Linked DNA regions of Rattus norvegicus: region 1 is linked to region 2. Evidence: chromatin contacts called from public Hi-C data. All regions are on one chromosome and are shown on one strand. Each heading gives the region's core, a stretch centred on a gene start, on an enhancer-like site or on the middle of the called end of the contact. The rest is flanking DNA. Distances are from core to core; before and after follow the strand shown.

What was found. Hi-C and Micro-C count contacts between places; a contact is called where the count stands out from the background.
Region 1: a contact with region 2 is called in a Hi-C map of liver, with 4 times the contacts expected there. The contact joins two enhancer-like sites. A contact is called at or near these places in 2 of 12 Hi-C or Micro-C datasets (both in liver).

The regions. Positions count from the first base shown.
Region 1 is chr9:90,939,734-90,943,065 of GRCr8, forward strand. No RefSeq gene overlaps it. Among named protein-coding and RNA genes, the nearest start is that of Irs1, 110 kb to the right of the region's middle. Within about 2 kb of position 1,793, at least 1 of the 93 cell types and tissues checked has an H3K27ac peak or open chromatin away from gene starts, as enhancers often do. A contact at or near this core is called in liver, where this site is marked.
Region 2 is chr9:90,803,728-90,807,186 of GRCr8, forward strand. No RefSeq gene overlaps it. Among named protein-coding and RNA genes, the nearest start is that of Irs1, 250 kb to the right of the region's middle. Within about 2 kb of position 1,919, at least 3 of the 93 cell types and tissues checked have an H3K27ac peak or open chromatin away from gene starts, as enhancers often do. A contact at or near this core is called in liver, where this site is marked.

The sequences.
Region 1 (3,332 bases), core at 543-3,042, 140 kb after region 2:
CCCCTATGCCCTACTGTCCCAGATTCCCTATGTTTCTGCTTCAATTTCCAGAGGAGAGGGTCTCTGTGCTGAGCATGAGTTGTCCTTGGCAGAAACTGACAAGAGTCACAAATCCTGTGGCTTCTTATTCCCATCCTCCATTTGCTCTCCCCCTGAGTCTGCTCTCTAAAATTGCACTTCTTAATCATCTCCCCACAGACAGCAGGTTCTTTTCATGGGGGAACCATGGGAAATTTAGAACTTTCACCCCATGCTTGGCTACTCCCCTCACTTGGGCCTATAGTAAGGCCAGATGTCTGAGGTGGGAATATGTGAGCACACAACTGTTCACCTCACAACAGCTTGGAAGCAGCTAAAGCGATCAATGCTTCTCAACCTGTGGGTCACAACTCCCTCAGGAATCAAACAACCTTGTCACAGGGGTCACATGTCAGACATCCTGCATGTCAAAGGTTTATATTATGATACACAATCATAGCAAACTTACAGTTATGAAGTAGCAATGGAAATAATGTTATGGTTGAAGATCAGCACGACCTGTGGAGCTGTATTAAAGGTCACAGCATTAGGACAGTTGAGAACCACTCAGTTAAAGACAGGGGTTCCTGTTTCAATACCCCTTTCAAAAGAATGTGGGCAAGGATTTACTTCCTCCAATTGTGTAGACCTCTAAAGACGTCTCCTCTAAAATATGACAGTCTAGAGACCAAGTCTTTAGCCCTTGGCTTTGGAGGACATTTCAGAACCAATATCCCATGCACCTTTGCTCTACTGGAAGAAGTGTGCAAAATTTCCTCAAAGCATCTTGGCCACTCTTTCTCACTCATTTTTTTAAAGAACCTTTGAAACTAAACCAAAATGCCTATCAATCTGATTCTTAATTATAGGATATTTTCTTTTTTTTTTTTTTTTTTGGTTCTTTATTTTTTCGGAGCTGGGGACCGAACCCAGGGCCTTGTGCTTCCTAGGCAAGCGCTCTAACCACTGAGCTAAATCCCCAACCCCTATAGGATATTTTCTAACGTTAATTGGATAATTTTCTAGTCTGTTATATTCTCAACCAGATGACAATGTATTATTAAGTCCAACTTTAAAAAGCCAAAAAATCCAAAAATAAATAAATAGATTGATTAATAAATAAATAAATAAATAAATAAATAAAAACCACTTTCCATTAATAGTGGATTCACTGAAAACAAAACTGAAGTTCAAACTATTTTGAATAATGCCTTAAATAATCACAACATTTTAGATTTATATTTTATTTAACTGGTACAAAATAAAATGTTCTATTTTAACTTCCAATCCTCTGCATAACCAGCTGGACTTTTTCTTCCTTTGCTCCCTTCCTCTCTGATATAAAATTCTGAAGAAAATTCTCCAGGGACAATCAGTGAAGCAAAACTCTATTGACTCCCATGCTAAGTAGCAAAGTACTGAGACTTCCAAAATAAATATACGTCGTGTGTGGAAATCATCACCAAGCCTCTGTTCCCACACATTATAATGCTAAAGCCTTTTGTACCTTCCCCATCTCCCAGCTCCCACACAACTCAGTCTAAACCTTAGGCAGAAGTCACACAGTGCTCAAGGGTAATAATTGGAGATCAGCACATCTGAGATAAGGCATGGAGGGAAAGAGAATCTCAGCACGGTCTGCTGACCTGTCCATTTATCAATGATTAGCAACTTTATGCTATCAGTCAAAACCAAAACATGCCCATTGTTTCCAGGAGCTCTAGATAGTAGGCATGGCTCCAGGTCTTCCCAGTCCTGTTTATTTATTCATGCAGATTTGGAGTTTTGATGTGTGTGACCTTACTGTCATGACCAAGTTCCACTGCTAGTAAGAGAAGACTGTAACTCCATGCCTGATCTTTTATGCTTATACAAAATCGTGTCTAGTTTAAATTCACAAGTCTCCAAAATACAGGCTAAAGCAACTGACACCGCCCACCTCCCACAGGGGGAGTCAGGTCCATACACCCAGTCTTAACATCAGAACTCTACTGGCAACCCTTGACTTACATGTAAAAAACAAACTGCAAAGGTTGAGTGATGTATCTAGCAATGTCCATAGCACATGATAATTTTCCCCAAAATGATTGTCACTGGGATCAGTATTACCACCACAGTTAGTACTATTGTTATTGTCACTGTTCAAAGATTAACTCTTCAGACCTAATCCCCACTATTTAGAGTTGCCCATGGTATGGGTGGAGGGAATGCTGAAATCCTCAAAGTGCCTTTGGACAAGTATGAGGACTTGAGTTCTTAGAAAACATGAGGGCATTTTCCTGCAACCTCAGCCTGGAAGTGGGGGTCGGGGGATGGCGGATAGGAATATCCCTGAAACTCACTGGTTAGGCAACCTAGCAGAATCGATTAGCTTCATATGCAATGAGAGACTCCATCTCAAAAAGTTAGTTTAGTAGAGAGAAATTTGGGGAGACATTCAACATTAACTTCTACCCTCTACTAACACATAAATGCACACAGCTACAGTAATAAGTAAATACATCTCTCTCTCTCTCTCTCTCTCTCTCTCTCTCTCTCTCTCTCACACACACACACACACACACACACACACACACATATACACACACACATTCACACACGAGAGAGAGAGAGAGAGAGAGAGAGAGAGAGAGAGAGACTAACCCACGGCATTGAAATGTCTAAGTATAACATTATTCTATAGCCTAAACCAACAGAAAAATGTAAAATATAAAAATCTAACAAGTCAGTAAACTGAATATATTAAAATGCAGAATAAATTAATGAATTTAAATAATTATCTCGAAAGGGCTCAGTGCTAATTCAGAGTTCTCAATCCATGCCCCCATAACTGATCTAGATCAGAAGAACATTTACTGTCAGTGAACAGGAAATGGTATAGATACATAATTAGATGGCTAGGATATGGTAACAAGTTTTTAGAAAATACAGAGCTGGTGCTTCTTAATGTGCAAATCAAACAGAAAGGTTGAAGGGGAAGCTGATAAAGACTGAGTCACTTTATTTAGAAAGCTGTGTCATTTTCCCTTGATAGTAGTTCCCAATTTGTAATCTGTATTTTAAAAACAAGTCAGCTAATTTGTATCTGCGAGTCAGGATGCCCTTGCATAGCTCTGTGGTGCAATTGGACCCTCAAGTCAATAAGCTGAAGTTCGATGTTAGCACGGTGACCTGAACTGTGACTAGGCTTGGGATCCCAACCCCCAGCCTCCCACACCATGAACAACCTGTGCCCCACACTGCAGCCCTGGAATCAATGGCCTTGCACTCCCAGATAGCCAAAAAGTAAGAACAGAGACTCCTGGGTTGGGGAT
Region 2 (3,459 bases), core at 669-3,168:
GTGGTTTCCATGTTCCTTTCAACATTTCACTCTCCTTAAAGCACTAACCTGGCATAGAAGTTTGCACAAGGCTGTCCCTCAAGACTGTTCTGAAATTGGTCCATTTTTCATGACCAGCCTCACTCCAACTCAAAATTTAACATTCTCCCGTATATGCCATCAATTCAAAATCCTTGTTCATCCTGAGCAGAGATGACCTTTCCTATTAATTGATTTTTATTCAAACCTTTTCCATCTCTGTATCCATAACAGGTTTAAACTGGAAGCTTCCTTGGACTCTTCTAGCCTGCTGGGAGATCCTTCTCCTCCCCATTTCTCCCAACCCCAACAGCCCAGGGACTACTTTGGAGGAAGAGTGATTCCACATGAAGATATCTTGTCTTGGCATGTGTGAGGTGAAGCCCTCACAGAGCTTGAGCAACACAATTGCTGTGTAAGAACAAGTCACTGCAGACTTTCCAAACTAACACTCAATTTCATCTCTCGTACCTGTGTGCTATTGTCACAAGGATAACCTTGTAGGAATGCAGAATCTCCTGCCCAAAGTTCAAAAACCAAAAGTTAAAAAGAAAAAAATAAGCCATACTTAGTAATTTTAAGCAGGGGCAGCAAGAATGCTAAGTATTGGAAAGAAAAGTGCCCCTTCCTCACTTAAAACTATTTCCCGTACTTGTATGATTTTCATTTTTGTTGAAATGAAATAAGGTCACGTTTTAATTAAATAGCCAGAACAACAAATAGTAGGGAGGAAACTCCTCTCTCTCTCCCTTAAAATTCAACAGCCTCTCGTGGATTATTCTTGATGCTCAGTACCCTGACAAATAGATGTGAGTGTTTCCCTTGAACAAATTCACTCAGCTTCTCTTCTTTATGTATATAGTTTCTGCTAAACAAGACCACACAGATGAGGAGGAAAAAGAACATTTTGTCAGCCTTCTGCTCGGACACTTGCTCTAAAACATTTTTGCCAAGAAGAAATAGACTAAACATACATCAAGCCAAACGGTGAGGCCAGCGTTAGTAACTCGAGGTGCTTCGCATGATTCAAGGCACTAAGACTATAATTTCAGAATGTTTGGAAAAAGCGAGCAATGGCTGTATGTGAGTCACGATCACTGTACAAAGATATGCATATCCAAAAGAGTGTGCAAGCACGTGCAAGTGGCTGCTCTAAGTTTGATTTTTTTTAATGTACAACTTAACTGACTTGTGGAGATAGCATCAATCTTGACTGTTGGTTTGGCTTTTCCATATAATTTCACTTGACTTATTGAAAATAAAGTGCAACCCTTGTTCTATGTCATCTCTTCTTATTACTTCTCATCCAAGCACTGGAAACAGACTTGTAAAAGTGGCTCTGCTCAGTACATACTATCAGTCACAACTTGTTTCCCAGGTCTCAGTCTTTGAAAAAGAACCAGTTTCTACCAGTCACTAGAGCCTTTTCTAAAAGGGAAAGGTTGGGAGAGTGGTGAGCATCACATGATAGATAGATAGATAGATAGATAGATAGATAGATAGATAGATAGATATTAAAATAGAGAGATATTGATATTTCCTCTGTGTAATCCTGTTCCTATGTTAGAACTGGAGATTGTGGGAGACAGACAGAGGTAGAAAGACAGCGACAGACAGTCAAAGAGACAGAGAGAGTATCTTCAATAAGTCTGCACTAAAAGGGACAGGTAGACATCAAATAGTTATACAACTATGTAATCACAGTTGTGGCATGTATTAAAAGGTGGAAAATATAGCTTAATAAGTAGAATTCCTTTTCAAATATGTCTCTTCTATAACCTTTATTGTCCTGTTCTGCATACCTGCAGTTTTATTCCAAAAGCAGAGTTTGTGTAAACTATTTGTGTGGCGTGAACTCTGAGGTATTTGCTAGCAAATGATTCAGCGTGACATGGCAAAGTGTCCAAAGAGATCAGAGTACAAGATTTTGAAACCCAACCAACATGTTTTGACCAAACTTACCCTATGAAATCCAACCTGCTGAGTTAAATATAAACAGCTATCTGTAGGAATAAACATACATTAGAGCAGTTCAAAAATATGATATATGGTAGGCTATTCCCAGCATAACACCCCCAACTTCTCATGAAAGCCACGAACAGTCTACAAAAACAGGACATGCAGAAAATGAACAAAAGAGCTGTGATTGATAGCCAGCCTAAAACCAGGATCGAGGAGGAACTCATATTAATTGCAAGGGAGTTAGATCAAGCTAGAGAAATATATACCAAGGCTTAAACACATGGCACAGTGAACAAAGAAAGACTTCGCAAAAAGTACCTCCCACCGCTCTCTTCCCTGTTACCTGGATTCGAACATGAGGTGGCCACTGAGCAGAAAATAGGCTGGTGACATTGGAGGTCCAGGGAACTGCTGAGAAAAAACAAAATTCTACTTCAGAAACAACCAAAAAGAAGAAAACTCGGTGATGTGACACAGTAAAGCTGAAAACCAGCTCTCTGACTTTGTGGATACTCTGTCTCTTCTTGATATAGCCGGGGAGTTGATCCCTTAAGATATTATTTCCTCTCCATGACCTTCATATATCATGTAATGTAGCAGTGTAATCAATCCACAGTTTTCAGTTCATATATTAACAATTTTCCAATGAGATGTTATAGTCTGCATTTACATTTTCGAGAACTCTACCTAAAAAGCAAAAGGAAATGGTCTTGGTCGTTTCTTTTTCCTTTAAATCTATGACTCAAAAATTAGATGAAAAGTTGGATACATTTTTAAACAAATGATTAGCTTATTTTAAATATTACAAATCAAAAATTTGATTTTAAAGATATACCAATTCCTTCATTTATTTTGTCAGGTCTCATTTTTTGCCATATTATACCTAATATTGAAAATGAAAAAATAAAATACTTAAAGAATAGTATCTCCTGATAATAAACAGATTACATTTACCATAACCCTGTTCTACAACTTGACATAAACTCAACAAAAATTTGTGTACATTTAAACTTACGAAAGGAATCCCAAGCAATGGGAAACTATCCACCTCACAGTAGTAGTAGGGTGAACAAATAAATTATACTCATTTATGCAGTAAGAGTTTCCTAATGGCCTTCTGGTTTCTACAGGTGCCCAGAACTGAACTGCTACCACAGCTCTCTGTAGCCAAATCCCGTGGGAGAGAGAGCTAGACTATCAGAAGTGCAGACAATCCTGAGAGCTCAGGTGAGACTATCACTTCTGCTCACATTCCTGGCCCAAGAGGAACCTGCCTAGTACCCTCTGGATACAGGAACCGAGGAGCAGCCAGGGGCAGGACCCTTCCAGTTTTTCCTGAAACTAAAGCTGAAAGCTAGTTGCCAGGAGCACTGATATACCTGAGAGCAGAGGTAAGACCAACTCTTCTGCTCCAAGTGACCCACCTCAAGGCCTCAGGATACACAAACCCAGGAGCAGCTCTCTGTTCCCAGATCCAGC